2 separate regions of the Sus scrofa genome follow, and region 1 is linked to region 2. A link is a contact called in public HiChIP or PLAC-seq data. All regions are on one chromosome and are shown on one strand. The core of a region is the stretch at or near the end of the contact, and the rest is flanking DNA. Distances in the headings are between cores, read along the strand shown. Region 1 has its middle 18 kb from the start of GPR142. Region 2 has its middle 11 kb from the start of CD300A.

The links. HiChIP or PLAC-seq counts read pairs in DNA pulled down with a chosen protein or histone mark.
Region 1: an H3K27ac HiChIP or PLAC-seq map of skeletal muscle shows a contact between it and region 2. The contact joins two enhancer-like sites. A contact is called at or near these places in 4 of 5 promoter capture datasets (fetal liver, fetal skeletal muscle, liver and 1 more), 33 of 47 Hi-C or Micro-C datasets (adipose tissue, alveolar macrophages, blood and 17 more) and 2 of 2 datasets of contacts at active chromatin or transcription factors (alveolar macrophages and skeletal muscle).

What each region holds. Positions count from the first base shown.
Region 1 is chr12:6,745,080-6,749,918 of Sscrofa11.1, reverse strand. No RefSeq gene overlaps it. Among named protein-coding and RNA genes, the nearest start is that of GPR142, 18 kb to the left of the region's middle. Within about 2 kb of position 3,353, at least 6 of the 83 cell types and tissues checked have an H3K27ac peak or open chromatin away from gene starts, as enhancers often do. A contact at or near this core is called in skeletal muscle, where this site is marked.
Region 2 is chr12:6,690,053-6,695,085 of Sscrofa11.1, reverse strand. No RefSeq gene overlaps it. Among named protein-coding and RNA genes, the nearest start is that of CD300A, 11 kb to the right of the region's middle. Within about 2 kb of position 2,980, at least 58 of the 83 cell types and tissues checked have an H3K27ac peak or open chromatin away from gene starts, as enhancers often do. A contact at or near this core is called in skeletal muscle, where this site is marked.

The DNA.
Region 1 (4,839 bases), core at 2,104-4,603, 54 kb before region 2:
TTAATTTTTCGAGGACCCTCCACACTGTTTTCTGTAGTGGTTCCACTCAGGCTTTCAGCATTTCCATGGCTCTACATCCTTCAGCTTCCTCTCTTTCTTCTTTTCTTCATAAAGGTGTGCTGCAGGGGGCTTGGTCCTTGAAAAGCCAAGGGAAGGAAAAGCATCATGTAGCCCAAGGCAGGCAGAGGAGAGACACAGAACCAGCTGGGAATGCCGAGGATGGAGTCTGGGAGGAAAGGGCGTGGTAACCCCTTCAGCAGCCAGAGCCGATTTGAGGAGGTGGGATTAGAAAAGACAAGAAGAAATAGGACTTGGGAAACAAACCTCTCCTTCCTTCCGTGGAGAGCTGCATGGCACCAGGTCCGATGTGGCTAAGGGTGCACAGTTTTCTTTACAGACTCAGTTATGGGTTCTTGGTGCTGATAGAGAGGAGGAGGCCTTGGTCCACCAGCCTCTGTCACCTCCCCAGGTCCCAGGCTTCCAGCAGTCCCCTCCAGACTCATCCCCTCCACTCTCTGCAGCCAGGGTCATCTTTCTAGATGCAGTCCTGGCTCTGCCTAAGGTCACTGCCCAAAGCCCTCCAGTGGGTAGTTTCCCATTGCCCCAAGGTGAAGTCCTGACTCCTTGTCATGGGCAGCCCTGGCCAGCCCACCAGGTCCTGCCTTCCAGCCTCTCAGCCCCTTCCCTCCCCACCCCCAAACCCTCACCCCAAAAACCATGCTCCAGCCAAGCTGTTGGATTCCCAGCACCTACTCGCTGCCTGACAAATGGACGTTATTATCCATGAAATGTGTGTCAGGTATGCAAATGATAACAAGTTCTCTGGCCAATCAGAGACCTTCCTTTTAGCTTTGAAATTCCAAGCTGGGCAGATAGTACTTGCTCGCACACCAGTCTTTGCTGTGCTAATCTGTCTAGCGGCTCTGCAGAGAGTATCTGGGCCCCCCGAACTGGGGGGCTGCCTGGGCCTTTACCAATGCCCCCCCTTGCTGCCTACAGGTCCCTGGCTGCCCCCCCCCTGGGGCCCCAGGGGAAAGGAAGGGCTGCAGGACCAGCAGATGGCTTCTGATGGGAGCTCTAAATTAAGTAGTTTGACTTCAAGCACAGGGGCCCCTTCGAGCCCTCCAGGCCCTGAACCTCGCCAGCAGAGGGGGGAGAGCGAGGTCGAATCTGAGGTGGGACTGAGATGCCAGCTCCTGGGCAGGAAGGAGGAGGGACCTGCACAAAGGGTCCTTCTGCACAGCGGGGCCCAGCAGGGCGACCTGCAGCTAAGAAAACAGTTTCAGTGGTTTTTGCTGAAGGCATCTACATTCCAGAATAGCTGAAGGGGAGAAGGCCCCAGCTTGGAGTGGGGGCTCCCCACCTGGCTTTGCCACAAGGAACAGGCATGGAGAGGAGCCAGAAACATGTTCCAGAAAGTTCTGGAGCACACAAGGGGCAGACCCTCAAGGAAGCTGGGAGCCAACAGACAGGCAAGAGGCAGGGACGAGGGGGTGAAGTGGCCAGGGGGTTGCAGGTGACCCAGTGAACGGGGGCCTCTCTGCCCCCCGCACCCCTGCCTCCCCAGTGGCTGGCCATTCACAGGGACAAACCAGCTGCCTCTCTGGGCTGGGCACCATCTGGGTGGCCAGGAGGTGGGCCAGGGAAAGTGCGGGGAGCTGCCAAGTCCTAAAATCACTGGGCCCAGGGCTGCCTTTCCTATCGGGGGTGTGAGGGGCGAGGAGACAGGAGGAGGGGGCACTGGAGATCCCTGTGCACGGTGATGGGTGACAGAGAGGCAAGTCGGGCCATTAGTGGGCAAGCTTCCCCATGGCAGAGCCCGGCTTTCTTTCTCTTGGGACGCGGGGGAACAGTGTTTTGTGCCGCGTTGTTGTTGTTTTTTTTTTGTCTTTTCAGGGCTGCACCCTGTGGCATGTGGAGGTTCCCAGGCTAGGGGTCCAATCAGAGCTACGGCTGCCAGCCTACACCACAGCCACAGCAACACGGGATCCTGGCCGAGTCTTTGACCTACACCGCAGCTCACGGCAATGCCGGATCCTTAACCCACTGAGCGAGGCCAGAGATCGATCCTGCGTCCTCATGGGTCAGATTCATTTCTGCTGAGCCACAACGGGAACTCCGTTCTGCGCGTTGTTGAGTTTCTCCTTAAAGGGGGTTCCGTCTCTGTGAGGCTCTCAGAGAGAGGAAAACCCAGGGGCAGAGGGAGGAAGGGCATTAGATCTCCAGGGCATAGATAGATGGTAAGAGCTGAGGCCAGGCTTGTTGGTCACCCTACCACGGCTGAGAGCAGCCAGGTGGGGCAGCTCTTTAACCAGAAGGCAAGAATCTCTCCAGCTCCAAAGGCCACTGCTCTGGATCCCAGACATTATGGAAGGCAGAATTCTAAGATTCCCCCATGCCCTCTGCCCTAGGTGTTTTGCCATAATTACAGTACATTACATGGCGAAAGGAATTTGCTGTGGAAATTTGCAGTGGAATTAAGGTTACTAATCAGTTCACCTTCAAATAGACTGGTTACCAGATAGGCCTGATTTAAATCGTAAGAGCCCTGGAGTTCTCCTTGTGGCTCAGAGAGTTAAGAACCCAACATAGTATCCATAAGGATGCAGGTTCAATTCCTGGCCTTGCTCAGTGGGTTAAGGATCCCACGTTGCCATGAGCTGTGGTGTAAGTTGCAGACATGGCTCAGATCCTGCATTGTTGTGGCTGTGGTGTAGGCTGATAGCTGCAGCTCTGATTCGACCCCTAGCCTGGGAACTTCCATATGCCTCAGGCACAGCCCTAAACACACACACACACAAGCCTGCCTTGGTGTGTTATATAAGTAAGAAATAAATTTCTAAGATATTCAGAGCAGAGTTCCCATTAAAGCTCAGCGGACCTGAATCTGACTAGTATCCATGAGGATGCAGGTTCAATCCCTGGCCTCATTCAGTGCGTTAAGGATCCAGCATTGCTGTGAGCGGTGGTGTAGGTCGCAGATGTGGCTCAGATCTGGCGTTGCTGTGGCTGTGGTGTAGACTGGCCACTGTAGCTCTGATTGGACCCCTAGCCTGGGAAACTCCATAGGCCGAGGGTGTGGCCCTAAAAAGACAAAAAAAAAAAAAAAAAAAAAAAAGATATTCCGAGCATTATCCATAGGGGGTCTATCTGTTACCGCTTTCCAGCCTGCCTTTTACGGTATATCCCTTCCGTAGGCCCTCAATCTGAATCAAACTGCAGAGGGGGCTGACTATACTCCTGGGACGAAAACCTCCAAATAGCCCCGTAGTTCACTTCCTTTGGCTGGTTCCCATCCCTGTCCTGGTTCACACTGTCTGCTTGCTCCAAAGTCTGGCTGACTCAGCTGGCCTGGGCCCCCGTCCATCTGCTGTCAGTGAGTGGCCTGGCTCACAGAAAACTGCACATTTATTCCCCCAAAACATAGGGCTCTTTTTTTTCAGTAAAGGTGGTGCAGCAATGTATTTGGAGAAGCAAGCTGCTATTCAGCACACGGGCCCCTGGTTACTTTGGGATGCAGCCAGGGAGCACAAAGCTTCAAGCCAGAGCTTCCAGGGCTTGGGGAAGAGGTGGAGCAGGGTAGGGCTGGGAGGTGGGGGGGAGGAAACCAGAAGGAGGTGACAATTCTCTCAGAAAGCAATTAAACATTCTTTGGTGGCCTCAGGGACAACCTCAGCTTCATGTCCTTTTCCCCAGGGAGACCGAGGCGAGGCAGGGTAGGGGGTGGGGAGCAGCTTTAGGTGTGGTCCTTGAAAACTCTGCTTCGTGATATGGCCTGGAGAGGACTCTGAGAAGCTCACGCACCAGCAGCAGCCTCCATTCTTGGCTGGTATAAAGAGTCCATCCTCGGAGTTCCTGTGGTGGCTCAGAGGGTTAAGAACCTGACTAGCATCTATGAGGATGCGGATTTGATCCCTGGCCTTGCTCAGTGGATTAAGGATACGACTTTCCTGGAGTTCCCATCATGGCTCTGTGGTTAACCAAGATGACTAGCATCCATGAGGATGCAGGTTTGATCCCTGGCCCCCATCAGTGAGTTAAGGATCTGGTGTTGCAGTGAACTCTGGTGTAGGTGGCAGACGTGGCTCAGATCCCAGTTGCTGTGGCTGTGGAGTAGGTCAGCAGGTAGAGCTCTGCTTTGACCCCTCGCCTGGGAACCTCCATATGCCACCAAAAAAAAGGGTATGGCTTTGCTGCAAGCTGTGGCATAGGTCGTAGATGAGGCTTGGATCCCATGTTGCTGCGGCTTGGCTGTGGTGTAGGCCGTCGGCTGCAGCGCCAATCTGACCCCTAGCCTGGAAAATTCCATATGCTGTGAGTGAGGCCCTAAAAGGCAAAAAAAAAAAAGGCCCATCCTCTGTCAGAAGCAGCAGCCTGGAGCTCCTGCCATGGTGCAACAGGAATCTGTGGCAGCTTGGGAGCCCTGAGATGCGGGCTCCATCCCCAGCCCGGCGCAGTGGGTTAAGGATCCAGTGATGCCCCAGCTGTGGCTTAGGTTGCAACTGTGGCTTGGATCTGACCCCTCACCCAGGAGCTCCATGTGGCCAAAAATGAACAAAACAAACAAACAAAGAAGCAGCAGCCCGGGGAGCCCCAGAATGGACCATAGTAAGGACCAAGATACTGTGGAAAGTAACATAAGGTCCTTTCTATCAAAGGATATCTTGGTTACTTCATTGCCATTTCTGCTGAATCAACCCTGAGACCCCCCCTCCTCTTTACCTCTTTTCCCAGTAACAATTTGTTTCAAATTAGCCAACCTGGAAGAATGTGAGCCCCAACCCGACCCATGGGAAGGGGACAAGTACATCACCTGTGTTAGGGATAAATAGGGGAGGG
Region 2 (5,033 bases), core at 1,731-4,230:
AAGTCAGTCCCACAGCCCTCCAGGGTCACTGTCCTGCCCCAGCTCCTGTGCCTTTGTCACTGGAGTGTTTCTCCAGGGCTAAGTTGGGTGAACAGGCCCTGCAGAGAGTAGGGCTGTACAGTGACATGTGACAACGCCCTTCCCAATCACTCGTCCTCATACTGGGCTGCTCGGTTCCAAGAATGGGTATTATTTACTCCGATGGAAGGGAAGGGGGAGCTCTGTGCACCTCCGACTCCTCTTGATCTAGGTTAGCGGCCCCAAATCCCTTACAGTGAATAAAGGCGCTACCTTGCTTTCCAGGGTGATGGTCTTGCAGGAGTCACTGCAGCACCAAGGGGCCCCTGGGAGCAGCCTGCAGTGACTGTGGGTTTGTTCATCCTCCAAGTCCCCTGCGGGTGAGGCTTGGGGAGGGATGGGCTTGGAGACAGATGCAGGCCTGCTCGGATTCAAGAATACTCTGTGGCCCTGCTTCCTCCCGTCTTTGGCCACGTGGAGGAGACCCATGGTCCAGCCGTGTCACAAACAAGCCTTGAAAAAGCCAGCGTAGACCAGAACCTGTTGCAGGTGACATCAGACCAACACCATGGTGAGTTGAGCACCCATTTCTGTCAAACCCGGTAGCTCAAAGCAGAGTAGTTTGAACGTCCTCACCACTCAGGATTTGGTGACTTTATTCTCTGTGAGGAATGACTGTCACTCAGTGACTTCCCGTGTGTTCATTAAGAATTTTTCTGGAATTTATTACATATATTTGAGATCCGATTCTGCCTTCTAGACCAATAAAGGCTGTTTGATTCCAACGAAATTTTCTTTTTTTTTTTTTTTTTGCCTTTTAGGGGCACACCTGTGGTATATGGAAGTTCCCAGGCTAGGGGTGTAGTCGGAGGTGCAGCTGCCAGCCTATGCCACAGCTCATGGCAACACAGGATGCTTAACTTACTGAATGAGGCCAGGGATCCTGCATCCTCATGGATACTAGTCAGATTCTTGACCCGCTGAGCCACAATGGGAACTCCCAACTAAACTTTTTCTTTTTTTTTTTTAAGTGACTTTTATTTTTTTCCATCATAGCTGGCTTTTCTTGATTGGGAATTTATTCTAAGGGGAAGCCTCCCAAACCAGCCAAGCCCGAGATCTGTCTCCCTGCCACGCCTTCCCCAAACACGAGTACAATTCCGGGCTTGTGGGAAGGTGGCTGGAGCCGAGGAATGATCAGCATCTCCCTGGGTTGGGAGGACCTTCACATGTGGTTTCAGGGCACCTCGCAGCTCTTGTAAAAGCAAGAAACAGGTTAAGTGACTTGCCCATGATCACAAAGCTAGTAAGGGTCCGTCAGCCCTGAATCCATTCTCACCGAGCCTAGCACTTCCAGCCCCAGGGGGCTGTGCCGGGTCAGGGGCAGGTGCCAGCAACCAGACTTAGTCTGCTGTCTGCACTCTCCCGGAAGCTGCAGCCCCTGCTCACAGAAGCCGCCATGAATTATTTAGCATCAGCACCAGCCGGGTAATGCTCTGACCTCATCCCTCTTGGGCTCAGGGCGTGGCTCTGACCTCAGTCTCCTTGAGGAAAGGCTGCTGGTGGGTGGAGGCTGGGCCAGTGGGTCCCTCTGAGATGTGGGTGACAGAGAGGGACAGCAGTACCCTCTGAGAAGGAGGTGAGGGCCAGAGGCCAGCTACCCTAGTGGCAGGAGGCAACCCTGCAAGAAGAAAACATGCCCCAGAAATCAGACAGCCACCGGTTCAGATCCTGGCTCTTGCTTACTAAGTCTGACTCTAGGCAGCTCTCAACCCTCCCTCAGTTTCCTCATCTGTGAAATGGAAGTATAACTCACACTTTCAGTTTATATTTAGTGTGGAGCCCTCAAGGTTACTCCATGAAAGTGACAGCCAAGGATGAGCATCCAGGAACCAGCTGCCCAGAGTTTCCTGCCCAGACATGCTGGTCTCCAGGCCAGATTGCACAGATTTTCCTGCCACATTTTCCTGTCCTTTGCTGTCCCTCACAGATGCCCAGTGGGTGGGACGGCACTTTGCTGGGACTGGAGGGGGAACCTAAGGAGAGGGACAGATCCTTGGCAGGGCCCTGATTGGCAGGGGGTTGCAATCAAGGTATTGAGAGGGTCACCTGGGAAGTTTCCTTGTGGCACAGAGGGCTAAGGATCCTGCATTGCCACAGCCGTGATTCCCGGCCTGGGAACCTGCATGTGTCACAGATGAGGCCAAAGGGAAAAAAGGAAGTCGGGAAGCCAAGCCGAAGAGCTAGGATTGAACTGCTTTGAGTTCCTAAGCAAATGTTTAATAAGCGGCTACTCTGGGGACTCAGCGACATCTGGTTCCTGCCTGCTGGGAGCTCACAGCCTAACTCCTCTTTCGCCAGGTCAGACCCAAGGGCTGAAACAGAAGTGGAGAGAGTGGGTTCCATCCCAGACCCATGTTGGCATCAGGCGGGTGCTGGCCTACACCACAGCCACAGCAACTCCAGATCCTTAACCCACTGAGCAAGGCCAGGGATCGAAACCGCAACCTCATGGATACTAGTCGGTCGGTTAACCACTGAGCCACGACGGGATCTCCCAGTTTACTCATTTGTAAAACGGACCTGAGCCTCCAGCTCTGCCCAAGCCCTGGGTTTGGGGTCTCCGAAACCACCAGCCTGAGCTAAGGGTGAGCCCAAGGGACCTCCACTCAAGGCCTGGAGCAGAACTGGGCGGAGGCAGGGCCTGGAGCAGAGGCGCGGGGTGCCTGGGTGCGGGCGGGTGGGGTAGGGTGGGGTAGGGCGCCCAATCCCAGACGGCTCTCTGCTCACTTCCTGCCTCTCCCGCCCTGCCCCGAGGCGGGCTGGCGGGGAAAAGCGGGTCCGGAATCCCTTTAGCTGAGTCCACAGGCAACCCACTGCCTCCTGCGCACCTGGTGTGGCGGAAGCTGGGGGTGGGGACGGGGCCTCGGGAGCTCCGACGTCACTCTCAGCGAGGACCCGCCCCCCAGCCTCCAGCCAACCCCCGGCCGCCTCCTGCGCCCCGCCCCCAACCCCGCCCCGACACCCCTGTAACCTGATCCCCGCTGCGGGGGCAGGGGGCCTGGACCGCCTGTCTCCAGTGGGTAGTCGGCTGGCGAGACCCGGCCCGCCAGCCTGGGACCCGCGGGTCCTTCCCCCTCTTCACCTCCAGGGCTCGGCCCGACGGAGACCCGGTCCTTCCATTCAAGCTCCCCTCTCGGGGCCTTTTCCCTGTCCCCTCCTAGGCTGCGAGCCCCGGACTTGGGCCGATACCTACAGCCTTCGTCCCTGTACCTGTAGGCCCAGCACAAAGCCAGGGGCCAGGGTAGCGGGTCCCAGTTCCCATTAAATTCCCGCCCAGGATGTCCCCGGGCTCATAAAATGTGGATGGGTGAGAGACAGGGAGAGGGGGAGGGGGAGGGGGCCCAGGGGGCCCCGCTTTTGCCTGCCTCTAGGGTCTGCCTCTAGGGTCTGCCTCTAGGGCGTGGTTTCTCAGACTGCTGTTTGGGCCTGGATCTTTCTGCCTAGGGTGGTCTGCCCTATCCAGATGCCAGTAGCACCACCACCCTGCTCTGGGATAGTGTCGGTTGTGGCCCGGGTTCGATCCCTGCCCCCGGAACTTCCACATACTGCAGGCACGGCCGAAAAAACCCCTAAAAACCAAAAACCAAACAAGCAAAAACCTGCTCTGGGGTATTGTAGTGGCGTCCAGCCAGCATACACAGGGCACTAGGTCTGGAGCTGGAGGGTCCCCTTCCCAAGTCCAAGGTTCTGTGACTTTGCTGGGCTTCCCCTTTCTGAGCTGGTTTACAGGTGCCTCAGGCCAGCCTGGGACTATGACCCTCAGTCTGACAACATTTATGTAGCACCTGACTCCCCTGCTCCGCTACTGCGCAAACCTGGCCTCAGCTCCTTCCCTCAGGTGGGTGCTGAATTTCCACATGCTGTGAAGATGGCAAAAAAAAAAAAAAAAAAGATATTATAGAAAAGGGGCCCTAGTGAGTTCCTGTTATGGCTCAGCAGAAATGAATCCCACTAGTATCCATGACGATGCTGGTTTGATACCTGGCCTCGCTCAGTGGGTTAAGGATCCCACATTGCTGTGAGCTGTGGTGTAGGTCACAGACACAGCTTGGATCTGGGCGTTGCTTTGGCTCTGGCTTTGGCTGATGGCTACAGCTCTGATTCGACCCCCAGCCTGGGAACTTCCATATGCTGTTGATGCAGCCCTAAAATGCAAAAGAAAAGAAAAAAGAGAAGAAAAGGAAAGGGGCCCCAAAGTGAGCCTGTGTGTCACTGCCCAGGGCTTCGTCTCCACATCCTCCAAGAAGATAAGCAGCCTCGCCCTGTCTAGTTTTTCTGGTGCGTTTTCCCCTGGGGAGGTTTTTGAGGAGACTTAGGGTGGGGGCCTGGGGAAGGCAGGGGACCTCCACAGCCCCCCCACACACTCACTAAATAATTGGAATTCTGAGAACTCTGAATGAGATAGCCATGGGGCCTATCCGTGGGCTCCTGCCCTTTGCAGGTTTTCTGTGTGTTATATATAGTCTGTATATAGTCCTTATAAAACACACCAGTCGTTATAAAACACACCGGTCCCACAGGGCAGGCAGTTCAGATCTGGGAATAGCATTTGGCTCATTTGTTCATTCATTCGTTCATCAGGTTCCTCATCAATATTTATAAAAGTCTAACCCTGCTGTCATTCTCATCGACATCACACTCTACTCTGTCAGGCACCTAATTCTCCTGCCTCCTTGAATCTGTGACCTCCGCTCCGCATGTCACTTTGGCCACATGTCAGATGTCTCTGGGGGTTACCACCCACCGTCTGAGTGGCTTCTACAGCTACCTTAGCATATCGAATAATGTCCTGCCGTATCCATGGGCTGCAAAGAGTCACCCGTTAAGTGTGCGGAGGTCCGTGTACCTGCGTTGGGGGTGAGGGCTTACCTGGGAGGGGCTGTCAGATTGGCCTGTGGAGCCCACCACAAAGCCCAACAGGGGAGTTTCTGAGTCATCAGAAGTTCCATTCT